Regions from separate parts of the Mus musculus genome. Here all the other regions are linked to region 3. Evidence: chromatin contacts called from public Hi-C and promoter capture Hi-C data. All regions are on one chromosome and are shown on one strand. Each heading gives the region's core, a stretch centred on a gene start, on an enhancer-like site or on the middle of the called end of the contact. The rest is flanking DNA. Distances are from core to core; before and after follow the strand shown.

What was found. Hi-C and Micro-C count contacts between places; a contact is called where the count stands out from the background. Capture Hi-C pulls out chosen DNA fragments and counts their contacts.
Region 1: a promoter capture Hi-C map of adipose tissue shows a contact between it and region 3, with 3 times the contacts expected there. The contact joins the promoter of Ttc23 here to the promoter of Arrdc4 in region 3. A contact is called at or near these places in 1 of 39 promoter capture datasets (cranial neural crest), 1 of 484 Hi-C or Micro-C datasets (CD4 T cells) and 2 of 9 other capture datasets (adipose tissue and liver).
Region 2: a Hi-C map of uterus shows a contact between it and region 3, with 6 times the contacts expected there. The contact joins the enhancer-like site here to the promoter of Arrdc4 in region 3. A contact is called at or near these places in 1 of 39 promoter capture datasets (embryonic stem cells), 1 of 484 Hi-C or Micro-C datasets (uterus) and 1 of 115 datasets of contacts at active chromatin or transcription factors (embryonic forebrain).

What each region holds. Positions count from the first base shown.
Region 1 is chr7:67,645,970-67,648,864 of GRCm38.p6, forward strand. Ttc23 (tetratricopeptide repeat domain 23) reads left to right here and starts at 1,441. Exons shown (of 11, transcript NM_001168475.1): 1 at 1,441-1,876.
Region 2 is chr7:70,329,126-70,332,128 of GRCm38.p6, forward strand. The region is part of intron 1 of Gm29683 (predicted gene, 29683); the gene reads right to left. Among named protein-coding and RNA genes, the nearest start is that of Gm29683, 7.2 kb to the right of the region's middle. Within about 2 kb of position 1,331, at least 104 of the 459 cell types and tissues checked have an H3K27ac peak or open chromatin away from gene starts, as enhancers often do. A contact at or near this core is called in embryonic forebrain and uterus, where this site is marked.
Region 3 is chr7:68,747,558-68,750,667 of GRCm38.p6, forward strand. It overlaps Arrdc4 (arrestin domain containing 4), which reads right to left and starts at 1,681. Exons shown (of 8, transcript NM_001042592.2): 1 at 1,212-1,681. The coding sequence starts at 1,509.

The DNA.
Region 1 (2,895 bases), core at 191-2,690, 1.1 Mb before region 3:
GGTGAAATAACCTGGCAGTTCCTGTATGGCTAAGTAGACGGTCGATGAATACCTTAAGACTAAAAACCCGATTGTTCTGATGCAGCAAGCCTCTGCTACTCTAAGGCTGAGGCTGTAGGTGAAACCAATCACAAGTATTTCAAAAAGAAAGGGTGCAGGTGCGTAGCTCAGTAGAGGCACTCAGGTCAAGCCCCAGTACCAGGGAAGAAAAGTGAACATTTTTTTAAATGCAGTGCACAGAGATGCAACAACTTTCGATCTTTAAAATTTCCTCTAAGACTTAACTCTATTGTTTGACGAAACCCATTATGTACATGAGGTGTCTCAAATCCATCCCCCGCCCCCCATTAGGACTTACCCTTTGGGGGTTGGAGAGATGGCCCAGGGGTTAAGAGCACTGACTCCTCTTTCAGAGGTCCTCAGTTCAATTTCCAGCAACCACATGGTGTCTCGCAACCATCTAATTAATCTGATGGACTCGGATGCCTTCTTCTGGGTTGTCTGAAGAGAGAGACAGTGTATGCACATACATAAAATAAATACATCTTTTTAAAAACAAACAGAAAACCTTATTCTTTGTCCTTTAAAAAAAATTGATGAGCTTTTGATCAGTCCTGGCTCGACAAAACAAAAACAAAAGGATGTTTGTTAATTTGCATAGGGGCTTCTTGTTAGGCATCCTTATTTTAACTATCCAGCCATCTATCTAATTATCTGTAAGTAAAAATAATATGACACTACAGGTAACTAAAGAATGCTGAGCTCAGGAGAAATAGTATTCCCCCAGGAAAAGCACATCAACTGATTAACCAATACCAAATGGCCAGCCCTGAAAACTCTCTCTCTCTCAACTAACAACAACAATTAAAGAAAAAAGAGGCCATGAATATGAAAGAGAGCAAAGGAGGGCTACATGGGAGGCTTGGTCAGAAGGGAAGAAAAGGGAAGCGATGTAATTATGATTTCAATATACATGTATATATAATACTAATAATTGGAGTTCACAAGAAAAGGAATAATAGAAAACATTTCTGGAGTCAGCTTCTTAGTTTTTGTCTTAATTTTGCACATTGAGGTCCAAATTTTGCTCATGAAAAGTGAATCATGTTAAAATAGCTTTTACTCCCTCTCCAAATTGATGTTAAAATTCCTATATTGATAGTATGACCACTGTTAGAAATTTAGTTGTTTTGCGGAAGATCAATTTACATATTTAAAAAATAAGACTCTAAATGGATTTTTTAAAATATTTATTTATTTATTTATTTATTTATTTATTTATTTTACAATCTCTGGCAACTTTTAACTTCAACAAGTCAGCGATACCACTTTAAGAAAATTCCAAGGAAAAGGCTGCCCCTGATCTAAAATTCCCACCTCTGGCTTCCAGGGATTGGATTACAAAGTTTGACAAACTTCTCTTCTCCACTCCCTATTGGTGAAGAAGCTATCATTCTTTCTTTGGCCTGGAGTTTTGTTAAGTACCGGGTTGCTTTATGGAAAAATGCTGGGTTTTTTTTAGGACGAAACTGCTCTGTTTAGACTTGTCTGTGGTTATCAGGCTGTAGAATCCTTAACTTGATACAGAGGGAGCCAAATTGGCAACTCAGATTTTCAAGAGAACTGTGAAAAGGAAAAGGACTCTCTCTCCATGGGACCGCTAAACTCACAAAGGATTTTACGACAAAGTTGCAGATACTGAGCCTTAAGGAAACTTTCCAGGTGTTTTGTTTTGCTAGTTTTAAAGGAACGTCCAAAGAAAACCAGAGGAAACACCTGGTGCTGAGCGTGGCTGGAGGGAGAGGCATCAGAGCTCTTTTGTCTTTAGAATGAAGGTGGAAATGCAATTCCCAGGTTATCAGTGGAATTTTGTAAGGTAAGTAAAATTAATTGTGGATCATATTTTGCGTCAAAAAAAGTTGTGCTTTGCCGTTATTTGTTGCTTTAATGTGGATTTAGACATTTCATATTTTTGGTTTTTTTAATCAAATGGATAGTTGGGTCTGTGCATTGTAACAGACCTAATATGCAAGCCATCTGCTTAGAGAAGAAAAATTACAGTTGACTTTGAACTCAAATTGGGCAAATATTTGTAAAGTTGAAAATTAAGGAGTGGATTTGCCTATGACCAAGCAAAACCTAATTTTGTGTATGCTATATCAGAATCAGCAAGTGGATAAATTCTCCCAAAAAGAAATCCAGTATTCATGTTCTCAGAGGTACTTTAATTAATATTAAAATATAAAGTTCGGGAATATATTAGAACTGTTTCTTATATTGTCACACTTAATTTGCCTATGAGGACATAAAACAGTAAAACTCCAGAAGTTCACACCAAGGCTCTGGACAAACGGGGCTCAGAGACTTTCAATGAAAGAGTCTACATATTTCTTCTTTTTTAAGATTTTATTATCATTATATGTAAGTACACTGTAGCTGTCTTCAGACACCCCAGAGGAAAGAATCGGATCCCCATTACAGATGGCCGTGAGCCACCATGTGGTTGCTGAGATTTGAACTCAGGACCTCCAGAAGAACAGTCAGTGCTCTTAACCACTGAGCCATCTCTCAACCTGTGATGCTTCGTGCATCAGGAGCTCAGAGCCCTTGGATTTGCAGTAGGCACAGGAGAGGGAAGTAACACTCTACAAGGCTGCTGCGGCCTTGACAGAGCTGCCTCTGATTGCAGCAAGAGGTTCATTGAAAACCATGGTTAAAAAGATAATAATGCTTTATTTAAATAACTTAAAAAAAAAAAAAGCACAGGAATTTACATGAAGAACCAGTCACTAGAATTAAGGAGTTCAGTTGTGGGTTTTCAATATGAAAATTGCAGTTTAAGATTGTGCCAGGGCAAAGGCCAGAGCTTAGTAATCTCAATTGTCGTACAGATCT
Region 2 (3,003 bases), core at 81-2,580, 1.6 Mb after region 3:
CTGCTATATTTAAATGCTCTCTGCCAAATAAATATTCCACCTACAAGGCACTAGGGTGAAGACATTGGAGGCCCTTGTCTTGGTTTCAGCCTCTGACAGGAGTTTTAGAGCCCAACAGGTTGCCCTGTTGAATAAGTTGAGACAGAGACAAAACTGCGCCCAAGCAGACCCTGGGGATGAATCACCAATATGAAGCAGTCCCGGGTCCAGAGAAGGTGGGCTGACACCCCCTCTACGTGTTTGGATGCCGTGTTGCTATGATTAACTTATTAAACCCCCTCGTAATTATTTTAATTTGACTGAAAAAAATACTTTGGGCAGAGATAGGACGTGTTTGTATTTATCTCCCTCCATACCACACACACCCATAAAACCTGTGTTAAAACAAATGTTACTTTCCTCTCTCCGTACATGGGCCCTCCCTTTTTTGAAATAGACCAGAGGAACTGCCATTAGATCGAATGGCAAGTCTTTATGGAAAGTGTTTTGCATAATTACATACCAAAGCCAGAACAGTCACCTCCACATTTTATGGGTCACAAACCATCAACAATTGCCACATTATTGTCCACGAAACCTTCGTCCCTTCATTGATGGAGCGGACTCCACTGCCTAATCTAGAACGGGAGAGGATGGAAATTTCTTCTAATAAGAACCCAAGAAGATTATGTCCTCAGTGACGCCGTGTTTACATATAGTTATAAAGTTCAGAGAACCGAAGGGGAGAGGGAAGGAAATCGGACTAGGCCTGATTAAGAACACGCATCCGTGTAATATAGATAGCGCATCAAAGGAGGAGGCTGGATACCTCTCCCCTTTCAGTTTCGACCCCTTTTCTACCTTTGTGATGCTGTAATTAAGATATTCTTATTTAGACAGACAGCTTCTCTGGTAACTGAATAATATTAGCCCCTTTGATGTCAAACTTTTGACAGTTATCACACCAGCACTGGGCAATTTAGCACAAATGCCCTCCTTTAAAAAGAGAGAGAGAGAGAGAGAGATAGAAACCCCCAGTGTCTTTGAAGAAATCTAATAAGTGCGATCCTTATCACCAGGCGATTTAAATCGCCGACGACAGGCCACCTAGCTATGAATTACATTCGGTTATACATAATAAAGCTGAATTTGGGTTTCAGTTCATTGCTCGGCGGAAGAACCCTAACTGCATCACCTCTCTTCTGAATCCCAAAGTAGTTGCTCAGATGAGGAGAAAGCACCCAAGATTACCAGGCCAGGGCAAGGACGTTGAAGAGATGGGGACTAGTGAGTGCAAAGCCGAGCGCCCTTTCCCCAGTTCCGGGGAGTGGGGCAGGACCAGACACCCACTCTCCGGATGAGATGTCGCTGTTGCTTTCCTAGCCTGGCCGCCAAATTTGGGATTTGCCAGATGGTGGGATTATCTTCGCGTCTGTTATAGTGTGTGTGTGTGTGTGTGTGTGTGTGTGTGTGTGTGTGTGTGAGAGAGAGAGAGAGAGAGAGAGAGAGAGAGAGAGAGAGAGAGAGAGAGAAGAGAAGAGGAGAGATCGCGGGTGGAGGGTAGAGAATAACGTCAAGACAGAAATCTAGAGACTGAGCTGGCTCCTTGAAAATGCTCACTCGGTTACCCTTTACCCGCTTTGGGCCCTGCCACCTCCTGGACCCTCACTCGAGCCTTTGGCATCTCGGATTGGCCTCCCCCTCGGGCACAAACAACACCAGCGCCATCCGGGCCCCTCGGCGTCGGCTCCCTGCCTAAGTCTCAGGACCTGAAGCTTAGTGCCCAGATGCAAAGAGCAAGGAGTTGGGGGTGGGGGTGGGGTAGGAACAAGCCTCGTGGAGGAAGAGTGGGTGGGTAGGAGAGTTGTTAAGGGAAAGGAGCAAAGAGGGCGGAGTGGGAGGGGTGGAACGGGAATACTGACACCTGGAAGGCATTGTCTTTGCTAGAGACACCTGTCAATCTCTGCTCAGGGGTCTTGAGGCCAGGGGCGGGGAGGCCGCCGTTCTCCTTGGTGATGTCATCTAGGAGTCTCGTCCCTAAGGAGGGTGGGAATGGCTCCGAGGGCGCAGAGCCCAGAGGGCTTAGAGAAGCGTGGGGGAGGAAAAGAGAAAATAAACAGAAGTAGCTCTCTCGGCTGGCAATTTACATGGAAATCAATAATCCAACTTTAATGTTATTTTTAATCTTCCCTGACCGTCTTGCCTTTTCACTAGGGGAGAGGGGATGAGGTTACAACAGCCCATCCCTCTACCCACACAATCGCTGGGGAAGTCTTGTTATCTCAAATCCCGGTGCAACCAACCCTTCCCCCAGATCCACACCCCGCCCCCCTTTTCTGCGGGTCGTTCCAAACGCTGCCTTCAGGCTTGAGAAGGAAACACTTTGGGACGAGTTTTGAAAGTCTTCCGATACTGCACCGGGTGAAGGGGGAGTTAATTAACGCCAGGCATGCTCAGCGAGTGGGAGAGGGGGCCTCGGCGTGGGTGGGCGGGCCAGGTCGACTGCAGAGGTGCGCGCAGTGCGGGAGGCGCGGGATCTGGAGGCCCGAACTTGCGGGCCTTTGCTGGCAGGAGGTGATCGGAGGTGGCTCGGGCAGGGAGCGCGGAGATGCCCCCAAGGAGTCCCCCCGTTAATCCTGGGGAATTCTGATCTCCCACCTACTGGGCCCCCACTCCCAACCCACCGTGTGCTACAGAACTCTCATTCTTTTCGGCCGGAGCTAATTAGCAGCCTGCCAGCGGCCTGATTTATGGAAACGCTCGGGCGGGCGGAGACGCACCGCTAGCGGAGCTCTGGCTGCCTCCGGGCGGAGCGAAGGAGGAGTCTCCACCGACCTCCTCCGACGAATTTCCCTCCTCCCTGCCAGGGGGAAAAAAAGAAGAAGAAGAAGTTGCTGTTTCATCGCTTCGACCTGGCTGGTCCAGGAGCCTACCCCCTCGCCCTAACCACCTTAACCTAGGACGCGGGGATGTTTAGGTTCCTGTGGGCAAGGCAGGGACTGTGGCCCAGTAGCAGCATCCCGC
Region 3 (3,110 bases), core at 431-2,930:
AAGTATGTGGGGGAAATGTTCCCCCACTCCTTAAATAAAAGCTGACTTTAAGCAAACTATAACCATTGCTAACACATTCTAGGAAAACTGGCAGCTGTCTAGATGTAGCTGTTTCATTAGAACAAAGCAACAAGATCTTACTTGTGAGTCAAAACCTATTTGTTAGCCCAGATGTTACCAAAGCAGCGTTCAGTTCTCATCCTTACAGGCGCAGGGGCCGAATCTTAAACAGAAACCTGGTTACCTCTCGCTGCCACGGCCTTCCCTCCAGTCAGCCACCTTTAACATCCTTGTTGGTTATTAATCACTGGGAGAAAAGACTCCTGGAATCCACAGTGAGGAAAGGACATTAAAGCAGGTAGAGCTCTCACCTGCCACACCCCATTATCCAAAATACAGCTCTCGTTAGGCACATATTTGAGGATTTATCTGGACACCATTGTACTTCTCCACAGGAGGATACGATGCACTAGGTAGTAAGCTTAAGGCATTTGATAGGTCCAAGATGATGAGGCAGACAGATAGAAGTTTACAATAGTTTCCACTGAGAGAAGACTGACTCACGGTTACTAGCATTTTCATGATGAAATGCAATCACATGAACCCAACATACATATGCATGGGCACTTCTGGAAAAGTCAGAAATGGCCCAGATGGCAGGCATTGTCTGCAAAGGCCTTTCTGAATGGGGAGAGGTAAGAGGAAGGGGAGCTACAGCAATGGATGGCTCTTAGTGAGATTCATGTTCCCCAGTGAGGAGACACTTCTCTCGAACTACCCAAGTACCACTTCCCTTTTCCCAAGATTTAGTTTTCTGTAAATCATCATGAACCCGGGAGTGTCTAGGGCCAGGACAGGCAGGAGCAGCAGGCCATCAAACTCTGGGCACCACATAACAGAATGTCACCAATTCCACCTTCCATGCCTCCAGGTGAGGAAGGACCTAGAACCCAGACAGTCAGATGGCGGGTTTCCATGGCAACGATTCTGTAATAGGTTACTAGAAGATCGCAGGAAGCTAAGTTCAAAGGTACACACCAACACAAAAGGGTCTGGCCTCCTCCTAGAAGCCAGGTAGGGGCACAGGCTTGGCCTCCTGCCCTTCCCCCGTGACAGCAGATGACTCCCCTTCCAGAAGCTTCCCTCAGTGCCACCCAGCACCCAGGGACGCGCCCCTTCCCGCCCCCCTCCCTGGGGATCTCCAAGCTCACCAGCTGGGGCCTCCAGCAGACTCAACCGCAGGTTCAAGTATTCCACTTCTGAGGAGGCTGCGGGAGAGCCCCCACCGATGCAGACCCTGGCCCCAGCGCTCGGGCCCCAGGCAGAGGTGGCACGGCCCTGGGCCTCCAGGCGCAGTCCGCGCAGGGCCACCGGCTCTGCCGCCTCCAGCAGCACGTGCCCGGCCACTGTCTCGCCGCTTGAGTAGCAGCCCTTGCTCTCATCTTCGAACACTAGCCCCAAGCTCTTGACACGGCCCCGAGGACCATCGGCTCCCGCCTCGCCTCCCATTCCGCCAGGCGATGCGGCTCTGCCACCAAGATCCGCAGTGGCCCCAGGTCGGGGTAGCCGGCTCCGCGACGCTGCTGTCACGGGCGCCGGCCGCACACCCAGGGCCACTACGGCCACAGCGCCCAGCCGGGTGAAACACCCGCACTGGGGCCCTGTCTCTTTAACACACCCCACTGGGACTGGAAAGGGGCTGACACGGCCCGCCTACAGAGCACTGCCATTGGCCAGTCGCGAAACCTGCTTCTTTCCCATTGGCTGTACATGGCCACTTAGTCATTTCATTGGCGCCCCCACACCAGGCTGAGCAGGACGGTGGTGCGTGATCAGGAGGGCTTCACCAATCGGGAGACACCATAGTGCACGTGCACAGGACCTTTATTGGTGGGAGCAAGGCACAGTCCTGGGCCACAGACCAATAGTGAGGCAGTGCGCCCATGTGGACAGAGGATGGGAAACAATATCTGTTAGGGAGGGGGCGGTTCCCGGCTCACCGGCGCATTGGTGTCAGCGTTGCTATGGTTATAGTGGGGGCGGGCTTTCCAGCTCAGAGAGGCTAGAGTAGTTTGTACTAGAACATGAACTTGTGGCTGCAGCAGGCCCAGTTTAAGATTACTTCTGCAGAGTGCCCAGCAAAAGGTTTCTTGGAAAATGGAACTCAGGAGTCTCGCTTTATGCTGGCTGCCTTGGAACTTTAAAGCAGATATCAGAATCTGCTAACTTTCATGATTCTGAGCCACACCTCTTTGGGTCTCAGACAGAATTCCTGTACTAGCTGAGAGCCAATGTCTTGGAAGAATGCTGTGATTCTTAGTGCTTTTGTCCTGAGAAGTTCTGTTCCTGGTTGCTGAAGTCCAGCCAGACTCCGTCTCTGGTTCTTCTGCCTCTAAATAAGGTCGTGGTTTTAAAACAGCACCTGCCACTTATTGGTGCTGATGCAAACAGAAGGACTCCATTATTGACTGAATAATACTCTATTTGGTCGTTATATACATGCATAAGTTGTAAAGTGTGCAAATATTATGTCTGGAAAAAAAGATCGATACTTGACACACAAGTGCCCCACCCAAAAGGATTTCGTAACCCCGGGATCATAGTCCTAGAACATGCCCAGCTGTCTCCGTGACTTGTTCCCCAAACCCACAGCTCTTCTTGCTGGTTTCTTTTTAATTCACACCGTTCTAGATAGCCTTTTGGTATCTAGAATATTTAAATATGTGTAATTATTTGTCTATCAATTTGTAATCCTTTATTTCCCCTCGTTAAAATTCTAAGTGCGTAAGCTGTTATCAAGGTTTGATAATTGAAAATTGAAACTGAAGGATATTTTCTTTCCAAGGCTCTGAAAGTATAGGTTGTTTTACTGCACTCTTTTGAGTTTAGATGATCAACACGGGCATTTTTATTGTTATCTATCTATTTATTCATTTGTATAATATTTCTATTCTTGAAGAAGTCCATGCATGCATGCAGTATATTTGCTCATATTCTACCCCCATTCCTCCCCTAACTCCTTCCAAACGCATACTTACCTCCATATTCTAACTTCACGTCCTCTTTTCAAAATTGTTGATTTAATTTAAAGTGTGGTTTGCTGTCATAGA